Regions from separate parts of the Capsicum annuum genome. Here region 1 is linked to region 2. A link is a contact called in public Hi-C data. All regions are on one chromosome and are shown on one strand. Each heading gives the region's core, a stretch centred on a gene start, on an enhancer-like site or on the middle of the called end of the contact. The rest is flanking DNA. Distances are from core to core; before and after follow the strand shown.

What was found. A called contact is a pair of places that touch in the nucleus more often than the background predicts.
Region 1: a contact with region 2 is called in a Hi-C map of leaf, with 2.7 times the contacts expected there. The contact joins the enhancer-like site here to the promoter of LOC107873479 in region 2. A contact is called at or near these places in 2 of 5 Hi-C or Micro-C datasets (bud and leaf).

The regions. Positions count from the first base shown.
Region 1 is chr6:30,152,122-30,157,471 of UCD10Xv1.1, forward strand. No RefSeq gene overlaps it. Among protein-coding and RNA genes, the nearest start is that of LOC124899679, 31 kb to the right of the region's middle. Within about 2 kb of position 3,875, at least 5 of the 5 cell types and tissues checked have an H3K27ac peak or open chromatin away from gene starts, as enhancers often do. A contact at or near this core is called in bud and leaf, where this site is marked.
Region 2 is chr6:30,016,386-30,021,669 of UCD10Xv1.1, forward strand. It overlaps LOC107873479, which reads right to left and starts at 2,961. Exons shown (of 4, transcript XM_016720337.2): 1 at 2,537-2,961; 2 at 1,317-1,412; 3 at 547-684. The coding sequence starts at 2,776.

The DNA of each region.
Region 1 (5,350 bases), core at 2,625-5,124, 140 kb after region 2:
CCTCTCAAGTTAACATCTTTTGAATCACAAGCATATGCATATATAATATATCAAATTACTTCGGAAATAGGCCTAAAGACCAAATCAATATCATAAAGATGCTTAAAACATGTTTATATTCATAATTTCAAAACCCCCATTTTTAAAATGTGAATTTTTTTAAGCCCATGAGATTTTTGAGATAACTCCACGTACCTCTATATGCAAAAATAATAGGTGCTTCTTGAATCTTATGATCTGGGGATTCCAAATCTCCAGTTTGTTTTGAATTCCCATGATTGAATCTTGAGTTACTAGAGATAATTGGATTGGAATTATAGGGAGGAAACCCTAATTTTTGCTATGGAATAGAGAAAAAAAATGAGATTTTTTCCTTTACTAGGACATATATAGAGGATAGGAATAGGTAGAAAAGACCAAAATACCCTTGAGTGAAATTCTGAAACTGGAGCCCCATTTTTGGCCCCAGCGCGATGCGGAGCTTGGAAAAATGCCAACTATTAAGACCTGAAAGTTTGGCGCGAAGTGGGACTATCGCGGAGGCTTGCTAGAAATTAACGAGTGCCATTTTGCCCTCTAGCACGATGCGTCATGCACTGAAATAGCATTTATCTTATAGCTGAAACTTAAAATATCCATAACTCCTTACCCGATTATCCGATTTCAACAAATCTTCTATCGTTGGAAAGCTTATTCAATTATCTACAATTTCGTATATAGTAGGCCACCCAGATCATCATATACAATGAGTTATGGTTGATTGAAGTTTACCCAAGTTTCGATGCTTACTCAAACTCGAACGATTGGAAATCTTTCAACTCATCCTTGAGTTAGGGGACTTCTATGATCTTAATTTATGCTCAAATAGATTTCCACACTACATAATTGATCAACACAGTAAATTTGCATTGGATTTATGGCTTTTGTAACCTTTATGAGAAGAAATAACGGTTTACGTTCTAGCCCAAAAATATGGGGTGTTACAGAAATTAAACAAGTGCAAGTGAACCAATAACGTTTGAGAATAAAAAATTCAAAAGTAACCATAAATAATTTGATAAAGCAAAGGGTTGGATACAATAATAGGGAGAAATCCAGGTTTAAGACACTACAAACAAATCCTACTTAACTATACTATCTCATTAATTCAGTTAATTATCTTAATTGTTGATTCACGAGGTTGGTAACATAATTAGAGAATGGTCATGCTCTAATATTCTATCTAACTTAGCCCCATAACTATATCATTGAGTGAGGATGCGAGAACTAAGCTAGGTGCACTTGTATTTCATCCCGCATATGAACCAAATGGGGAGAATTAGGTATACTCCTATCCTAAATTCTAATCGTAACTTCAATCCCTTGAATGTATAAGATCCCACTCCACATATCCGATAATCTAATTTATTATTCCTCTTTCGAGCTCACGATAGAAATATAGGTTTATCCTAGGGTTCGCAAATTCATAGAATAGTAAGAACAAGGATATATGAACAACCAATAATGATAATCAACTTAAACAAACTCAATTGAAAGAACAAATATTCTTGTTCTTCACCTCAACCCTAGACGAGGGTGTTTAGCCACTCATGGTTTTACAGCTAATTACAAGAATGAAATCTATGTATAAAAAACAAAAGTAAATTAAGGGAAAGATAAAGAACCCTAATTGTAGACTCTTCTAGTGTATTTTTAGCCTTAAAATTCATCCAAGATTTGTACAATAAGAACAAAGTGTTCTATTTATACTAAGAGGGAGTTTGCCCTTTTTGGTGCCTTGGGTGTGGCACGCCCATGTTGCTCCACATTTAGGGGCGTGTCACTCCCTTAACACAGATTCACACTATTTCAAAAAAGTTGTTTTGTGTCTTAAGATATGGCATGCTCTTATCTCGGAGGCTATAGGGCGCGGCACGCCCATGGCCTCAAAATTTTCAGATTTTGCCATCATTTGTTCCTTCCTTTTGCCTTTGTTTTCCTCACTTTGTGGGTGTCTTTCCAATATCATTAGACCTTGTTATGCTCCCAAAAATTGATCTAAACATCTCACATGATCTCCTGTAATATCAAACACCACTAATTAGTGCATACAACACAATAGAATCCACCGAGATATACTAGAACAACACATAGCTCAAGCTAGTAACACTAGTTATTGGTCTAAACTCTATGTGACTAAACTAATTACAAACTTGTTTTAAACAAACCTTAAACATTATAAACATATGGTTTAACACATAGATGTTTAGTTATACCGTTATCAACCCATTACACACGCAAGAAGTCCTCGAAATTAGGCTAAACAAGCGTAGATTATGACACTTTAGGTGCATAAATTCACAAAAGAATATATGTGTGGTTGTACTGATACTGTACTTAATATATCTCCATTTGGAGATTAGTCATGTTGAAGGTCAGTTGGAGTTTCTATAGGTGCAGCGTCATCTATTCTGCAGCAGCTCCTGCTCCTACTCCCACACGGATGTTGTGTCTAGGGCCATTCCTCCATTTGTTTAGCTCTCTTGTATTGGTTTAGACTAGGTTATGAGAAGTTGTTTAGTATAATTCCAAAATGTATCTTTTCGTGATAAAGTTTTGTTGTTGAAAAAAAACTATTCATGGATTTATTTATGTTTTAAGTTTTAACAATGTCTTATGTAATAATTGAATGGTTGGGTGGTAAGAATGACGTGTTACCTTTTTTAGTAACAAGTTAACTTTGAAGGGTCTATTTTACCTTTAATAAAATGATTTATAATCACACAAGCATCTATGACTTATGTTAGACCACAAGTTTCAAAAGTTCTTTTTGTTTCTTAAACTCACTGCCAAATCAAAGAACTCGTATAAATCGCAATGGAGGGTATCATATATATGAAATGATACTGATATAGGGCAGCCAAACAAAGCCAACATAATTTAGTTAATATATATGGTCCTTTCTATAAAGCTTGATCTAATTCACAGGGATACACGTGCAACCACATGTCCGGATTGGTTTACTATCTAAATAACAGTAAAGACAAAATGTGAGAAAAGGAAAAGTTAAGGACACGATCATCTCAAATTGTTCGTTACACAAAATGAGTCTTGTTTCATTATCTAACGATAAATTTAATGATACGATACAATAAAATTTAAGCAATAATTAAAATAAACATTATAGCTAAACTAATTAACAACATATACAATAGGTAACAATCATCCAAAACTTCGGTACCTTTAAATAATGATAAAGTTGTTGTGTGACTTATAAGTCATAAGTTCGAGCAAGCAATTACTACAATAGGTAGCAACCATCATACATAGACACAATGATAAAGTTTTCATATGACCTAAAGGCCACGTGTTCGAGAAGGCAATTACTACAAAGGGTAAAAACCATCCAAAACTTTTGTATATTGAAGCAATGATAAAGTTATCATATGACTTGTAGGTCATGAGTTTGAGCAAGCAATTACTACGACAAGTAACAACCATCCAAAACTTTGGAAATTTTAAGCAATGATTGTTGTTTGACTTATAGGTCATGAGTTTGAGCAAAAAATTACTACAATATATAAGTACATTGAACCGATGATAAAGTTGTCATGTGACCTATAAGTCAAGAGTTCGAGTAAACAATTATTACAATAGGTAAAAACCATTAAACACAGTGATACATAAAAGTAATGACAAATTATCGAACAATATATAAATCACGAGTTTGACAAAGCAATTACTAAGTCATGAATTTTAAGCAAGCAATTACTAGATCACGAGTTCGCGCAAGTAAGGAGATGCTAGTTTCAGCTCCACTTGAGGGCTGAAATTGGCCTTGTTTCGGCACTTTTGAGCGCCATTTGTACCTCTTCAACGATGAAATTTTTTACTCCAATATTTCTACCCTGGACTTCAACCTGGGCACCAAATAGTTGTAGTATTTGGACTATTTATTCTCCTTGGGTTTGAACTCTCTTCTCAAACAAAACACCTTTGGATCTGCAATTGAAGCCCATACTTATATGTTATGATTCTAGTTGAATTTCTTCAACTATATTTAGATTTGTAATTATTTTTTCCTTGCATATATAATCTTGAAGTAAGAATATATTGTTTTCACTTTTTCATATGGTGGAAGACGTACAGTATTTTCCCCCATCCCCGTCCCCAACTCCTAATTAATGGTTTTTGGATGAAAAATAGGGAATATGAACTGATACTAACATGGGGAAAGCCAATAAAGTCAGCATAATGTATTCATCATTATATATATGTCCTTTTGTACAAAGTTTAATCTAATATTGATTTTGTTTTAATAATAAAATCTTCTAATTGAATTTGCAGATAATATTTATTTAACATTTTTCTAACTGAATTTGCAGGTTTTCCATATCTCACATACATGTTTTAATTTATTTGTGTGGTTCAGAGAGTCTGAATTAATTCACAGGAATAAAAGTGCACCCACGTACGTGTACATATTGGTTCAGAAAGTTTGAACTGGTTCACAGGGACGCACGTGTATCCATATATTAGTTAAATAATAAAATAAAGACAAAATGAGATTTAAAAAAAGGCAGCTACACAATCACAATAAATCAATTCATATACAAAATGATATTTTTTGTTGTTACCTAACGACGTAGGTAATGATGATATACAATAAATTTTAACAAACAGTCAAAATAAATTTTGTATTCAAACTAATAACATAATATAATAAAATAGGTAACCATCCAAAACTTCGGTTCATTGAAAAAATGATAAAGTTATCGTATGACATCTAGGTCACAAGTTCGGGTAAGTAGTTACTACAGTAGGTAGCAACCAATCAAAATATTTGTATATTGAAACTAGGGGTGGGCATGGTATGATATATACTGAATACCATATCAAAAATAAAAAAATTTATATCGTGGTATGGATGTTATGGTATTTGGTAGAAATTTTAAATTATTTTGGTATTTGATATGGTATTTGGTATTTATGCAATAAATACTGAAATACTGTATATCGCACCAAAGTTTTTAAATTATATACAAAATTCATATATATTATATTTTAAGATTATTAAATATATTTATACATTATCTATTAGCCAATTGAACATAAAAGTAACTTTTATTCAGAAATAAAATTTTTGGAAGCTTATTATTTAGAAGTACTATGCTTAAGTTTAGATAATGTTGTTCAGAGTTTGCATTTTAGACTACTCAATCCTAATTTAAATGTTCTTTTTGTATAATTGATTGACAAAGATAGTTGTTAGTTTGATATGATTGAGATGTTTTTGAAGTTTAAAGTTATAGATTTTTTTATATGAATATATGTAAGTTGAAATCAAATAAAGTATAGTTACGGAATCACC
Region 2 (5,284 bases), core at 1,711-4,210:
CAAAGTTTAAAGTCATATTTATGTATTATACCCTTAGATTTTAAGCTGGACGTGCTCAGTTTTGCGTGTTCACGTAAGATTGGAGGTCATATTTGTGTAGATTTGAATAGTTAAATGTCATATTTGTGCACTGTCAAAATTTAAGGTCAAAGTTATAATTTGATGTCAAGTTTAGGATCATATTTATATATTATCTCTTTTGTAATTTTGGATTAAGAATAAGTGCTTAAAAACTATTTTATTTTATCCAAACATTACAAGAGTGCTTTTTCTTTTTCATGCACCTCTCAGTAAGTTATCCCAATCATTTTGCCACATACCAAACCAGAGGTTTTTTTATCCAAAGGGAGTTTAGCTTAGGTATTAAACTCAGTAAAATAATAGTTTAGGAGGATCTTAATCAATTCACCCTTACAATTTATTGTGTGATTTTAAAAATTCTATCTTGTCTTACTACTGCTCCTCTCTAAAGAAATTTATCTAGCAACGAAAAGTTCTAAAAAAAAAAATTAAAAAATCCTACAAGAAGTTGCATTTGGTGCATACCTCATCAACAGGAGATGGAATCCAATCATTCGTAGCTGGATTCCCCTTGTAAACATGGCTTGAATCAGTACCGGAATCAACTCCTATATTGAAAGTGTTCCCATTTCCATTCCCCACCTTGATAAATCCTGTTCCTGTCTGCGTTTTTTCCAAAAAAAAAAAAAAAAAAGAAAAAAGAAAAAGAAAAACTTCATTAACCTCATTTTTAACCAAAATTTACAATGCTCCGATTATCTAAAAATATTGGCAGGAGCAAGTCAAATCCTTCAAAATCGCATTATTTTAGAGAATTCTACATGGTCATGCTGACATTTTTGAAGTATTGAAGCAATATGGACAGAAGGAATACAGCCAAAGATCTTTATAACATCTATAACAATATTTTACTTTTTCTTTCAAACCAATTTTCATATCACCACATCCCAATTCATATGGGACTATTTTAATTTTGAGAGTTAAATCTTTTAATTTTAACTTCAAATTCAGATATGGAATTTTTAAATTTTTTGAAACGAAACTTACACTTTAAAAACTACGTAAAAAGTACTATAAGTCATAAATCATAATAAATGACAATTCAAAAATATTTAAAAGACAAAATTACGGTCAAAAAGACTAATTTTGAATATCGAAACTCGTAAGGTGTTACATAAATTGAAACAGAAGACAACATTCGATATAGTAGTCAAAAGATATCCAGACAAATGATAGAAGTTCTGACTGTAATTGGAAAATTAGTTAATAGGACTGTTAAGAGTGAGAGTAGGAACCGTGTGGTGCTGCTTGTCAACGCAATTGAGATCTTTGTAATACTCTGTTTCCACAAATTCCTCTGTCACTTGGCCACTTCCATTATAAACCAATTTCTGCACACCAATAACAAGACATATATCAGATTCCAGCAGAAACAAAAATTACCGCATAATTCTTTCCATTTGTCTTAGCTTGGATAGAGTTATCTGATATTTATTGTTGGTAAGAGGTAACAGGTATTCATTCTGTGGATTTAATTGAGTGGTACAAAAGCTGGCCCGGACAATACAATTATTTTCTTTAAAAATTGCCAAATTTGTCCCTTTAATCCTTGTCTTAAGTGGTCAAGAGGTCACAATTCCATTGATTTTAGTATAACAGATTATATTGGTTCCTGTTTCCTACCCATTGTTAGCATGTATCTTCCCTGATATTTTTAGCATCCTCCGTGATCTTCCTTATGAGCGAATTACACGTGATTCAACGCTCAAACGGAAGTGCTATTTCTTTGTCATTGGATCAACAAAAGTGTGATTCAACTGGATCAAGAGAAAACCAGATTTGCTGGTAAATTTAGAATTATAAATTAAGTTTCGAATATAGCCTTTCCTAGTCTTAATTTGTTAACTAACTACAATATTGCTCCATTTCATTTCCAAGCTAGTTGAGTTCAGTTATGTGAGTGCTCACTAATCATCATTTCTCTTCGATGAACCTCATCTAGCTCCAATATTATATCAAAAACGTAGTTTCTCTATCACTACAAGTTCTCTTTCTACAATTTCTACCGACATATAAATCACCAACAAGAAACCCCAAAAGAGAAAAATGAGAAAAGAAAGAGTTTGACTCGAGGATCATTCTTAAGGTGTAGTTAAGAGCTCTGTTCAGTAACTTTAGCTCAAACATCATATTTGTATTTAAAATGCATCTAATATGTGCAAATAACCTACTCAGAACCTATTAAGCAAAAAGAATTATGACTCAAAGCCCAGCTAGTACTTTCAAAACCGATTACAAATTTCTGCATAAGAAATCATAAAATTTGCAAATAAATACTGTAGTAGTTATGATACACTAACTTTAAAATATAACCAGTTCAACTTTAAGAATCAGAGAGGTTGAACCTATAAAGGTTACATCCTAGATCAGCTTCTGTTCAAAACCCATAAGCTTCAAATCCTGAATCCTACATTTACCGATAAAAAGACCGACAAATCAAGAGAAAGAGGTAGACCTGAGTATCATTCTCAAGACGTTGGAATTCAAGATTTTCAGGGATAATTGTACCATCAGAAGGAGTCGTATTCATTTGATCAACATAAGTAGAAGAATATTCACTTCTTTGAGGCTTAGTATGTCTCTTTGGTGCAATGCCATCAAAATACTCCCTTGTTGTCTCCTCTATCTTTGCTTCTTCCTCTTTTGATACATGCACATCACTTCTATTTGGTCTGATATTTCCACTCACTTCCATTTCTTCAATTCTTCTACTTGTTAAAATCTTGAGAAGTATTATTTCTTTGATGTTATAAGTTCTCTAAAAAGGGCGGTTCAATATCATATCAAGTGTTGCAAATCTTGAAAAGTAGTTAGATACCTTTGGGGTAGATATTTCGGTTTACTAAAGATATTTTGTCCATGTATGGTCGTAGGGTACGGTGTGCATTTAATATTTCCAAAGTTTGATTTTGGTAATTGGAAGTGAATATATTTGAAATGATATATTGATTGAAAAAATAATTAATAATATAGTTAATTTATTATTATATTTGATGTTTACATTTTAATTTTAAAAAAAAAAAGTAATTAATGTAAAGGGTAAAATATAAAAATTTTGTCTTGATTAATAAAAAAATTAAATAAAATAAAAAATTAAATTAAAAAATTTGGGATAAAACAACTGTTCGTTGTGGTAAATTTTGATTCAGTAATTTATGTCCAACCCTATTTTGGAAATTATGGGACCGTTCGTTTTGTAGTTTATTAAAATTCGTTTTTAGTTTTGTTTTTCTTTAATACGAGATCTGTATTTTTACGCACAATAGATTTACAAATAATGCACACGAGATTTGAAACGATTTAAGATATTTTGATCATTGTTTGGAAGTTGGTTCTGTCACCGGATACAAAATTTAAATTTTAAATATTTAACTTTTAAAATTATTTACATTGAACCTGTTTTATTTGCCATATGAAATTTTTATACAAAAATTTATGTTGCACATTGAAAGGTCGTTTGGTAGAGTGTATAAAATAATACTGAATAAGTTATATTAGTAATGTTGAAATTAGTAATGCAGAGATTAGTAATACTAAGATTATCTTTTATACAATATTTAGTTTGATGTATTGAAAATAATATGTATTGTTATATTTTAAAAAAAATATTATTTGTTTACAAAAATACCCTTGACATATTATAACTTTGTGTATTTTCTTTACAAAACTTTATTATTCTTTTTTAAAAATAAAAATATAACTAATTATTTACCACTTACAATTTTTTTTTATTATCTTTTCTTTATTTGCTCATCATTTATTTGTTGTTTCCACTTTGTGATGTTCTTACGTTGGAGGGAGATACGTGTAACTTTTGATTGAGACAATAGAATTATTATTAACATAAATTTGTGTTCCGTAAAGTGTTAAAGTTAATTAGAAAAATTATTTTTATTTATGAATACCATATTTATAAAATTAAAGTTTGTATGCAATCATGCAATTTATTTTCGGATTTTGACCAATAAATATTTTTTAAGTTAATTGAGTAGTTTTTTTATGACTAAAATTATTTGGAGGAATATTATTATCTTGATAAATTAAAAAGAAATAACTCACATTGAATAAATTGAAAAGATTTAGCAAAAAGATTAAAGAAATTTGAGGGCGCTTTTGTCTTGACACATATTTATCCATGGATTACTAATCCCACTAACTTGAATGTATTAGTTATACACCCTATATTACCATATATGATGTATAACTAATCCATATATTAGTTATAGATAACTTTAAAATTGTTACCAAATAATATATTAAGTACTCCTATCATTTAATCCATAGATTATGAAAATAATCTAACCTACCAAACGAATCCTTCAGTGCTTACTATTCCTTACTTCCTGGGTGAATCTAAGATTTATATTATGTATTCAAACTTTAGAATTCTTTACATGAATTTATTACTTATATACTTCAAGTTATGGATCAATTTCCGTAAACAATCCCTGTCTCATAGCTCTCTCTTCCTCCCTACCCTCTCTCTCGCTCGCACCGGTCGCCGGCCCCCGTCGTCGGCGCCGACCCGACCCGACCTCCGGTCCCGAAGTCCGGTCCCCGACGCCACCCTAACGGCTCTCTCTCTCTCCAACGGCTCTCTCTCTCTCTCTCTCCCTACCCTCTCTCCATCTCTCTCGCCCCGGTCCCCGGTCCCCGGCACCGTCGCTGACCTTCGGCGCCGACCCGACCCGACCGCCGGCCCCGACCTCCGGTCCCCGGCGCCGACCCGACCCGACCCGACCGCCGGCTCCGACCTCCGGTCGCCGCTCCCCGCCACCCTCCGGCGCCGACCGCCGGTTCCAAGTCGTTCCCTCCCCCTCCCGCGGGCTACACCAGCCCTCCCCCCACCTCGGCCTTCAGCCAGCCGCCGCCCAGTCTCCAGCCACCAACTCGGTCTCCAACAGCCGAAGCTCGGTCTTCAGCCGCAACTCCGTCTGCACCCGCCGCACCGTCTCCAGCAGCCGCAGCTCCAAGCGAAATCCGGTGACTTCTAACCTTTGTTATTTCGTTATTTCATATTGCATTTTATTTCATTATTTCATATTCCATTCTTAATATTATGCTAGTAGTAGCCCCTGTACCTTGACTTGCGTGGGATTTGTGGACATTGTCTATTGTCTGTTGTTGTTGTTGCTGTGGTCGTTTCTTCCACTGCTTTGAATTGGGTTATTTACGGGGAACCTGCATTTGGGGCTGTGTGTTT